2 separate regions of the Zea mays genome follow, and region 2 is linked to region 1. The links are chromatin contacts, called in public Hi-C maps. All regions are on one chromosome and are shown on one strand. Each heading gives the region's core, a stretch centred on a gene start, on an enhancer-like site or on the middle of the called end of the contact. The rest is flanking DNA. Distances are from core to core; before and after follow the strand shown. Region 1 holds the start of LOC100279021. Region 2 holds the start of LOC103647514.

Evidence for each region. Hi-C and Micro-C count contacts between places; a contact is called where the count stands out from the background.
Region 2: a contact with region 1 is called in a Hi-C map of leaf, with 5 times the contacts expected there. The contact joins the promoter of LOC103647514 here to the promoter of LOC100279021 in region 1. A contact is called at or near these places in 13 of 25 Hi-C or Micro-C datasets (bundle sheath, ear and leaf).

What each region holds. Positions count from the first base shown.
Region 1 is chr2:193,350,102-193,355,827 of Zm-B73-REFERENCE-NAM-5.0, reverse strand. LOC100279021 reads right to left here and starts at 3,178. Exons shown (of 3, transcript XM_035965424.1): 1 at 830-3,178. The coding sequence starts at 2,112. The coding sequence ends at 886. mbd117 (methyl binding domain 117) reads left to right here and starts at 2,421. Exons shown (of 4, transcript NM_001130128.1): 1 at 2,421-3,184; 2 at 4,067-4,196; 3 at 4,269-5,726. The coding sequence starts at 2,421.
Region 2 is chr2:193,541,383-193,547,108 of Zm-B73-REFERENCE-NAM-5.0, reverse strand. LOC103647514 reads right to left here and starts at 2,190. Exons shown (of 7, transcript XM_020548516.2): 1 at 1,978-2,190; 2 at 1,803-1,879; 3 at 456-559. The coding sequence starts at 2,100.

The DNA of each region.
Region 1 (5,726 bases), core at 1,929-4,428:
CCAAAGAAACATGAAGATACTTTTGGTAATTGGCTTTTAGGCTCTGATAAGAGAATTAGGAACCTTTTGATTGTAGGATTAGGATCTGTGCTCTGGTGGATCTGGAAGACTAGAAATGATGTATGTTTCAACAATAAACGGATTATTGACCCTTCTGATGTTGTTTTCCTCTCTTGTCACTGGTTGGATTCCTGGGCAATTTTGCAGAAAAGGAAGGAAAGAAGAATGATGGAGGAAGGAAGCCAGCTAATCAAAGGGATGGCAAAGGAGGTTTTTGATCGCTCGAAAGGATGGGCGCCAATATCTAGAAGAATCCTTCGATGAAGAATTGAAGACCTAGTGGCTAATGATGCAAGAGGAAACGGTGGATTTAGTAGTTCTTTTGCTGGTCATAATTGGCTTGTTATCAATAGCTTTTTGAAAAAGGAGTTACTTCAAATAGCAGAAAATTGAGCTGTAATAGACTGCCTAGTGCTACGTGGGATGTTTCCCCAGTGCTCCATATGTAGGTTGTTGGGTGTTTTTTTTGTCTTTGGTATGTTTGGCTATAGGTTTACATGAAAATCTTAATCTTTCTGAGTTCTGTAAGAACTCTGAATTCTCCATTTCATAATGAAGGGGGGGGGGGGGGGGGGGGGTTCTGCCCTTATGGTAAAAAATCAATAAGAAAAGCTATAATAACCCTAACGGTGTATTATCAAATGTGACGTCGTTCATCATGTAAACAGATACAGACAGTGTAAAATTACTCAACTCAAATGCTCAATAACAATTGAAAAAAGATAGGCATCAAAGAACGAAATATAATTCAAGAGGAAACTGTATATACCTGGCTGCAAATAAGCACAATTGAATTCTGGCGGCAGAACCAACTGAAAGCTGACCTTATTCAGTCAAGCCTGCAGTATCAATCATGGTCTCTCTGGAATCTATCTTGCTCATACACGCATAGTGCTGAAGCTTCTCATTGAACAGCACGAGGGGATCCTTCTCCTTGAGCACGCCATTTTCGTCATACGCGTCCCTGAGGAATAAGGCCCAGTTCATCTCTGTGCCGGCGAGGTAGAAAGCGCGGTTCTGCTTCTGTAACGACTCGTACATGTGCCGCGTGAGCCCGAACTCCTCCTTGAACTCGACGATGTGGTGGATCATCGCTCGCTTCTCCAGCGTCAGGTTCAGGAACTCGTGCACCACACCGACGCGGTACTTTTCCGCCTCGGGCGTCCATGGCTTGAGCAGCGCGCCGTTGGTGTACGGCGAGACCAACGGGAACGTGGTCGCCATGTCGAGGCGGTCGGCGTCCTCGGCGTCAAGCGGCATCAACCGGCGGTGTGGGACCGCGAAGCGGAACGTGCGCCGGACGCGGCGCTCGTCCACGACGAAGTCGCGCTCCAACGCACTGACGGCGAGCGCAGGGTCCCAGCGCGCGAGCTCGAGGAAGTGGCGGCCGTCCCTGGGATCGACTACGACGCGGAAGTCGTCGGGGAAGTCCTGGACGCGGTCGCGGAAGTCGTCGGGGAGGCCGAGCACAGCGCGGCAGTGGTGGAGCTTCGCGAGCGGCACGCGACGGTGGGCTGTGAGCATGAGGAGCTTCCTGACTGCGAGCACCCGCGAAGGGAGGAGGTCGTCGTGGATGCGGCGCTCTTCCTCGAGGAGCGAGCACATGAACGGCGTGAGCGCGAGGTGCGGAACGGAGTCCACGACTGGGAGGTGGAACAGCAGCGGGTGGCGCGTAGCGGAGCGCGACACTTTGCGGCCGCGGGGGAAGCCGAGCTCGCGGTACAGCTTTCCAGCCTCGGCAAGGGGGATCCGGTGCGGAGGCGGGAGGGAAGCCAGGAACGAGCGCGCCCGGTGGAGGAAGCGGAAGGCCGTATCGCGGTCGAGCACGGCGTCGAGGGCCGGAACGCGACGCGCGGCCTCCGGCTCGATAGGCGCGACCCGTGGGCTGTTGAGCTTCCTCAGGAGCTTCTTTCTCCGCTTGCAGGGGAGCAGTGGCAGGAGCGAGGCCGACGCTTCCGCGGCCGCTGCAGAAGACGCAGAGGTGGGCGCCGGCACGGGAGCTGGGGCAGGAAGGAGGAGCGTTCTCGTGGCACAGAAGAGGCGGCGCGCCATTGCTGGCGGTGGCGGCGGCGGCGGCGCGGTGAGTGATGACCACGTGAGACTAGTTGGGTTCAGTATTCACAGTCCAGGGTTTGATCAAATCAACACGCAAATTGGAAGGCACCGTAACCGTTCGATTACGGGGCCCGCCGCGCCACTCGACATCTCAACCCACACTGGCCCACTCCTGTCTTGAACATCTCCCGTCCCCATCGTCCTCGTCGCATCCAGCACTCTGCACTCATGCGTTTCCTCCCCTCCTAAGCCAAACCCCGAATCCTCCGTCGCCCAGCAGCCGCCGGTGACGGCGACGCTGGGCAATGGGGACTGAGGTAGCAGCCGTAGTGGATCTCCGGGCGCTGACACAGTCGGATCTCGTGGCCCTAGCTGCCGCATCGCCCTACGCCGTCGACTCCCGCCGGGGCCGGCGCCGGCGCCGCGATAGCGAGTTCCTCTCTCCCCCGAAGATCGACCGCGCCGTTTTCAACGAGAGCGCAGGTTCCCGCAAACAAACCTTCTCCCGTCGCCGCGTCGCCACCAACATATCCCACAAACTAACGCCCACCACCACCGGGGCCTCCTCCTTATCTACGCCAGCTGCCCCCACCGAGGAGGACCCCGACAACCGCCTCATTGTGTTCTACCTCCAACGCCTCTTCGCGCGTGACGACCCCTCGTACCCTGCTCCGCCTACGATTCCACCCCGACCGCAAACCCTAGCCGCGCCCGCGATAACAGCACCTGCACCGCCCGCGCCGTCTCTGCCGCCGCCGTCTGCTGCGGCGGCAGACCCCGATAGGGTAGTGCTGAATCCAAAGGGTTTGGTGGTTGACCTGGTGAGACTCGCCGATCTTGTGGATCCGTATGGGGAAGAGCTACGTCAGCGTACGGCAGGATTGGGGTCAGAGTCCGAGCTGCTGGGATTCATGAACGCGCTGGAAGGGCAATGGGGAAGCCGGAGGCGTCGGAGGAAGTTTGTGAATGCTGGCATGTTCGGTGACCACCTGCCCTGTGGGTGGAAACTGCTGCTTGGGCTCAAGCGAAAGGAGCGTGTCGCATGGATTAATTGCCGCCGTTATGTGAGGTCTGTTCCTGTACCCAGGCATACTTGTTTATTGTAGTATAGGCTTCAGTTGGTACGGTTTCAGTCTTTCAGAGTATGTATAATGATTCAGATTCTGTTTCAAACTGTCACGAAGTGATTATATGCATGTTTTTTCACAAGTTCCATAGTAGCCTCACAGTGCTTCTGTCATAGAAAGATTGTCTACTTACTCTTTAGCACTGAGTTGTCTTTCCCCAATAGGTCAGTAACCTAACTGAAACATGAAATTGAGATTAGGAGGATAGGACTTCTATATGAAATATGCTGCTCAGATCCGTGCCCTCAAGCGCTTAAACATATATACAATAGGCTTACAACATCGAGCTGCATATATCTGAACAACTATCATCTTCATCTGAGTTTGAGAAAATTAGGCTAATACCCAAACAAGCAAAATTAGTGAAATACCATCGCATCAAGATTCAAGACTGATGTTAGTGCCATCACAAATGCATGCAGTTATAAAAACATATCTTTTTCTGTGAAAATGTCTTTTTGTTTCCTTTTAACGATATGAATCACGTAATTTTGTAGTTGTTTGATGAAAAGCATAGCTGTTTGGCGTGTTGTAATCAGTGGTTGTTGTAGGGTTTCTTAACCCCTTGTTTCTCCTTAATATAAATGATACACAGCTCTCATGCGTATTCGAGAGAGAAAAAGCATAGCTGTGCCAAGTTTTTGCTAGGAGCCTAGAACAGTATGCCACTATAACATCTGCCTTTACAGTGGTTAATTTCCACAACACCTGGATATATGTACTTTTTGATTTGTTTCTTATTTCATTAGTAGCCTATAGCATTTGTCAAATTATTTTTCTACAGCTGTTATTCACCTGTGCTGAATTGCTTATATCATACTCAGCCCCAAAGGACATCAGTTTGCTACTTGCAAAGAAGTATCTTCCTACCTCTTGTCCCTTCTTGGATATCAGGAGGCAAAGCCAACTGCCTCTCAGATTAACAATGCAGGAGTGCATGACCTACATGTTAATGTAAGTTTTGATTATGCATTTTATTTGTGTGCTTGGGTTTTCATAGTTTAATTTAAAAGTACTTTTGATCAGTCTGTAGGTCTTCACCAGCAAACCATCTCAATTGAGGAAAAGCAAATTGCAGTGCCAGTTAATTCAGTTGCATTGTTTAATTCCTCTGGTGATTCTCATCAACAAAAACTTCAGAAGGATGAAGCTCCAATAGAAGTGAATGCAAAGGAGTGCCGGAAATGCAATTTGACGTTTCATGACCAGAGCGCCTATATGCAACATCAGTTGTCCTTTCACCAAAGGAAAGCTAAAAGGCGCAGGGTTAGTAAATCTGGAGAATTGGGTACCAACATAGATGGAAACTACGAGAAGACTCAGCAGAAGACCTCTGGAGAGGTATCTGGCAATTTTGGCCACAGCGCTGCAAATGTAAGGTATGAAGGTCTGAGTCCAGCAGAACTGTTAGATGGTCGACCATCCTTGATGGCAGTGCCATGTGGATCTCAGGAGATCACTATCTTGCCTCAACAGGGAAAAGAACCTTGTGTGTTGCCTCAACAGGGAAAAGAACCGTCTGTGTTGCCTCAACCGGGAAAAGAACCGTCTGTGTTGCCTCAACAGGGAAAAGAACCTTCTATGTTGCCTCAACAGGGGAAAGAACCTTCTGTGTTGCCTCAACAGGGAAAAGAACCTTCTGTGTTGCCTCAACAGGGAAAAGAACCTTCTGAGTTGCCTCAGCAGGGAAAAGAATCTTCAGGAGATATCTCTGTGAATCAGAAGGACCCTCTTAAGGAGATGAATGGCTTTCCTGAACAGGAAAAAGGACTTGTTGCTGGAGAACTTGTCTCTGCACATCATAAGGACCCTCTAATGGATATTACAGATGCATTTGAAATGATAAAAAAACATCCTGCCAGAGAGCCTTCCTCTGGGCATCATCTGGATACTGTCGACAATTCTGATGATCATAAAACCCACGATGAAGCATGTGACAATGTTGTAACTTCTCTTTCTATTGATGCTGAAAGGAAATTGGGTGTTTGCAACTCCATGAATGTTCATGAGAATATCAGCTTAAAAGATCCAGAACTTTCCAATGCAGATTATTCCCAAAAGTTCAATAGGTCTGATGAAACTTGTGATGTACATAAAGAGGTTTCTTCAACTGTGAATGATCCTGATGAAAGAAAATGCACAGATGATTCAACGAGGTGTACTAATATGTCCTGTGATCTACTGCATGGCAAAATTGTCAGTTCTCCTGAAGAACATGATTTTAGTAACCAGCTAGAAAGTAACCCACTTTCAGTATCTAGGAATGAGCCTGATCTTAATTCAATTGGTACGGAAGTGGATGGTGGCAATATAACTTGCAATGCGGAAAACCCCAGAAGCTTCAAAAGTGAGAAATCTGCTGAGCTCAAGATTATGGATTGCGAAATGACTTCTTTTAAAGACAGTGAAATAAAAAATGATGTCAGAGTAAGGGATGTAAATCTCAATTCATGTTTGGATTCAATATCTTCTCCTATTTCTGGT
Region 2 (5,726 bases), core at 941-3,440, 190 kb before region 1:
CCAAATAACAGATCAATGGCTAGCTTGAGTTGATACTGAGAGGGGGAAAGCCCATTTTCTAGTTTAGCATCTGAAAAGAGTTGTGATGATCTTAAATTGACTGACATTCTAATTCAGGTAAGCTCAAACAGACCCTAGGCTTCCATAATTACAGTTATTAAATCAGAACTGATGATTATTAAGTTTAAGGAGTACTTATTTTGTAACAAAGTTATGTCCTAGACTAATATATTGTGACTGATATGTAAGAGAACTTTAGTCATGGATTCCTATCAAAAACAATATGAACAGTGCCACCCTAACTTTCGCTGATATTAGAGATAAGTATAACACTTTTTTCACTCAACGGCAGAGCTGCTACAGCCCGAAAAAGTGATCTCGCTGTCTGGACAAAGAGAAAAATAGCATAATAGGTGACTCTAGAAAGTAAAAAAGGTTGAAGAGTGCATGAGTACCTCTGTCAAAAGCCTTCTTAGAGAAAAACTTAGCCTTCAGACGGGCTGCAAGGATTGCTTGATATCTATTGATTTTTTGTCCATGCTCTTGGGTTACTGCTTCTCTACACATGTAAAACACAACGCACAAAATTTACTATCAACCTTGATGGCTTCTCAAAGTGATGACATGCAGAATCTTGGTCCAAAGCAAAGGAATACATCTGCTATGCCAATCAGAGGCTTAACAGGATTAAGATGTTCTATTCCTGCTCCCTCCAATTGCAAATCAAAGTTATGTAATTCAAGGACTAAATAGGTTCTTCTTCTTAATTGAGAGGTAGAGCTCCTGCCATTATGTTAAAAAAGGACTACATAGGTTCTTCAAAATAAAGTGTATTTAATGTGTAAAGAAAAACAATCTAAGGTTTGATATTCTGAACCAAAAGGTAACTAGTCAAACAATTCAGTGTGTAACTTACTACAAAGTCAAAATTGTCCAGATCAGCTTGTCAATCATGGGATTTGGATACATCATACATTGTTGATAGAGAGACGAAGATATGACATTACAGATGCAAAGAATCAATGTATAGGGACGAAACCTGTGTTTATTTCACTAACTAGCAAACAGATGTCATCTTTTTTCCTCTTCCAGAAAATTAATATGCTGGAACCAGAAAATTAGGAGAGACATAATGTGCAAATGGTAGCCTTCATACCTTGACACACTTTCTGAACAAATATATACTAACTTGATTCCTTTTTGCCACTATTTTTACATGATTATCAACAGCATATAGCCTAATCATATTCCCTTCACATGCCTAACACCGTCATAGATGAAGAGGCACTCGCATGTGCTCCACAGTGGAACCACATCGACCCACAAGTTTTTTGCAAAGTAGTATTTCTTTTGCTGAAATTTGCTAACAAACAAATATATTGAAGTCTAGAATATTGGTGCTGTTGCGCTACAGGGCTTTGGTTCTGGCTCCACCTCCACCACTCCTTGTGCACATGGTAAAACAACAAAAGTGGTGACTGATGAGGTACTCCTGTTATTGGTATATCCGTATATGATTATATATATAACATTAATATACTATGCCTTACGGGGCTATCAGTATTAGGGTAACAGCCCCATCTCATCCATGCACTACAGCACTAGTACCAGGCATCTACCTCTGTCGACTCGACTATACAAGTATACAACAGTGTTTTCGCGGATCCCATGTAGTCCTACGGGCGCACGCATAAAACAATATAACCGTAAGTGAAGCAGCGTTCCTATCGAGAATCACGCAAGGACAGAGCATGCATTGCGGTAACAGAGACGCGACGCATCGCAAGGGGGATCGCAATTACGAGTCGTTGTCCCGCGGCAAGTGGAGCTTGGCCTCCTCCTGCTTCGGTACAGTCGCGGCGGCAGCGTTTCCTTCCTCCTGCACGCACCAGTCAGGAGCTCAGCTTGGACCTGGAGAGCCAAATAAAACGAGCCAACGAACGAGGGACAGAATAGAAAATGGGATTGTGGGGGAACCTTAACCCGGTGTTGCTCCGACGTCGGGGCGGGGGTGGCGGCGGCGGTAGCAGCAGCTGCTGCTGCTTCTGGCGGCGGGACAGGGGCGGCACCGGCGGTGCGCAGCCACGGGGAGGAAGCCATCGGTTGCGCAGTGATACGGAGGCCGGTCTGCCGCGAGGCCGGCGCTGGGAAATTTTTGCTGGTGAATTGATAGGAGAGTGCGAATGGTGCCTGCCGCTGCCGGTAGAGGGTAGACGTCTTTTATTTTAGGCGCACATGCTGAGCACAGGATACACTCACATCTAAAACTTAAAATTGAAGCCAGATTTAAATTTACCGTCATCCAGAATTATAATAACAATGAGAAGGTACATAATCGTATATAAAAATGTTAAAACTCTCGTAGAGCGTATATATTTCCTTCGTAAATTGTTCTAGCTTTTACAGTATCGCCTAAAAAGATAATTTACAATTTAAAATAGATGGAGGTAAAACTTTGTAGTATTATGTTAGCATTATAGAATTATATAGAATCTGTAGATCATGTGGTCAAATTCTCGTTGCAGAGACTCTCATACAAAAAAAACATAAAAAGGGTCGAGTACATTTTTCTACAGTTCTTTCTAAAAATATTTTTACATGTAGTATTATATTGTTTCTCTTAATAAACTAGCGGCTATTTGGCGTGATGTTCATGAGAGACTCGTATAGTTTGTTAGGCTTGACGTTCACAGAAGCCAGATTCTGTGGCACTTTGTATTAATTAGGGGTGGGTACTTTTTACCATAAACCGAAAACTAAACCATACTAAAATTTCGGTTTTTTTATTTAAGAAGTTCGGTTTTCGATATTGTAATCGGTTTTTACCGTAGATCGAACCGAAATACCAAAAATACCAAATACCAAACTTTATCAATTCTCAAATTTTATTATTCGATTATGTGAACTAAATGTGTGATACAATTAAATTATTATTAACTTATTTGTATGTGATGTATGATATGCTGTATCTCTAAATATTTGTACCTATATAATTTTTACTTTTTAAAATTATGTGTAATCTATCATGTAAACTTGTTGTATATATTGTCTTGAGTATAAGTTTGGTATTCGGTTTTACAAAAAAACAAAGTAAAAACCGAAACCGAACTTCTTGTTTTTTTAAACCGATCGGTTTCTAATGTCTAAAAAACCGAAAAACAGAATCGAAGTTTAAAAAAACAAATGCCCATCCCTAGTACTGATGCCAAACTTCTAGTAACGTTCTATTGGCTCCTTAATTCAACTTTTTCAATGTTCTCTTATGCGTTACTAAGGGACTTTTAAGAAACTGGTTTATAGAAATTAGATTGGCTCTGAATATATCAGTTTATGTTTCAGTTTATAGAAACTGGATTCCCAATTTCTTAAAAACCAAGAAATTACTCTCTAAAGCCAGGTTTTGTTTGATTGTTGGTTTCATGGAATTTACATCTATTGTCACGATTTTTAAAATATAAGAAGAATATGCTAGTAATTATGTATAAAAAACTAGAGATTGAGTTCCAAACATCCCCACCCAACTTTTTTCAAAAACTAGTTTCTAGAAACTTGTTTTTAAAAAACAGGTGTGTTTACAAACATGTCTTAATTTAAGCTATAAACATAATAAAAATCTTTCACATCATGTCTTAGACAGTGCATTAGTGTTTGAAAGGGAAATAGGACTAAAAACCATTTCCACACTTATTTTGGTAACTAATGACCATCACATCCAATTGAGCTAACTAGTTTACTAATGTTATGATTTTAGGAACCCATAAATACTTCAAGAAAGATCAACCCTAAAAAAGTGCATCGTGGACCGTCCAAGCCCCTGTTGCGGACTTTCCGAAATAACGTAGATTATTCTGGATATGAACTCTTTTTGGAAATTCCACTTAGCTTCGGACCGTCCATGCCTTTCTGGCGGACCGTCAGCGACACTTCAATCACTTCAGACAGGAACCGTGCAAAATGCACATCTCTACTATAGATCGTCCGGAAGATAAGTGAAGACCGTTAGGCGCCATGTGCGGACCATCCGCCCTCAGGCGCAGACCGTCCGCCCATTGAAAATTAGAAAACCTCGAAGGTGCCAGATTCTGTTAAATGTATATTTAACGTCCACGCGGACTGTCCGGAGGCACGATGGGATCATCCGCGTCAGGGTTTATCTGATATCTGACGACATATTTAATGCAATTATAGTCGTTGATATAGCCGTTAAACCGACCATTGTGATTAGTCGTTGATCCTGCATGTGCGGACCGTCTGGACTCGGCTCGCGGACCGTCCGCAAGTGGCAGAAAAGAGGCAACAACTATGTGGTGGTTGAAGGCTATAAATACAACCCCAACCACCCCCTTCAATAGCATCCAAGTATTCCAACTCCCAAATTCATTGCAAATAGCTAGAGTTCACTCAAAAGCCTCACTCAAGCATCAAAGATCCTCCAAGTGCGACAATTGTGATTGTGTTCATTAACGACTAAGTGCCTTGTGTGAGATTCTAGAGAGTGTGAGACAACGTTTCATTTGTTGCTTGGTTTTCTTGATCGTGCTTTCTTCCTCTCTTTCTAAATTCTCATTGACTTGTAAAGCTAGCAAGAGACACGTAACTGTGTGATGATCCTTGCGGGATCTAAGTGATCCTCGAGATTAAGAAGAAGCACTCAACCGGTCTAAGTGACCATTTGAGAGAGGGAAAGGGTTGAAAAATACCCAACCTACGTGGCCTCCTCAACGGGAGTAAGTTTTTTGGAACTGGACCTCGGGAAACAAATCGCTCGTGTCGTTGCGTTAATCTTCATTGCGATTTGATTCTTCCTCTCCCCTCACTCTAAGTTCTCTTGCTTGCAATCGTTTTGAGTTAGCTACCAAAGTTATCTGCATTGATTGAGCAACTTGTGGCAAGAAGAACTATCTTCCGTACTCTGATTTCATTATTACTCGTTCTAATGCTAACCTCGGGTGAAGTTTGTGTTCAAAGTTTATAATTTTCAGGTTTTTCCTATTCACCCCCACTAGGCAACTTTCAATGTTTTATTAAAAATAATAGAATTATATGTTCTCACAGGGCAGATTGCAAAAAAATGGCGAACAACCTTGAGCAACCTAGAATAGCAAGAAAAAGTAGGGAGAGATGATCCTTAAGGCCTCAACCATAACATCGAGACAAATACACTAAGCCTATGAAGATAAAAGAGATTTATGCAACGGTTGCCTACAGAGAAAGTATGGTGACAAAACATCCACCCCAATGAGGTGACATGAGCATCAATAAAAATTAGTGGCAAAGTATCTAACGGATGGGAGCCTAAGACCAAGCCCCAACAGATCTGAAAGTCGCCTAGAGGGGGGGGGGGTGAATAGGGCGAATCTGAAATTTACAAACTTTAAGCACAACTACAAGCCGGGGTTAGCGTTAGAAATATAAATGAGTCCGAAAGAGAGGGCGAAAACAAATCACAAGCAAATAAGGCGGATGACACGGTGATTTGTTTTACCAAGGTTTGGTTCTTGCAAACCTACTCCCCGTTGAGGTGGTCACAAAGACCGGGTCTCTTTCAACCCTTTCCCTCTCTCAAACGGTCACCTAGACCGAGTGAGACTTTCTCTTCAATCAAATGGGACACTAAGTCCACTACAAGGACCACCACAACTTGGTGTCTCTTGTTTTTATTACAAGTGAGTTGAGCACAAGAAAGAAGGAAGAAGAAAAGCAATCCAAGCGCAAGAGCTCAAATG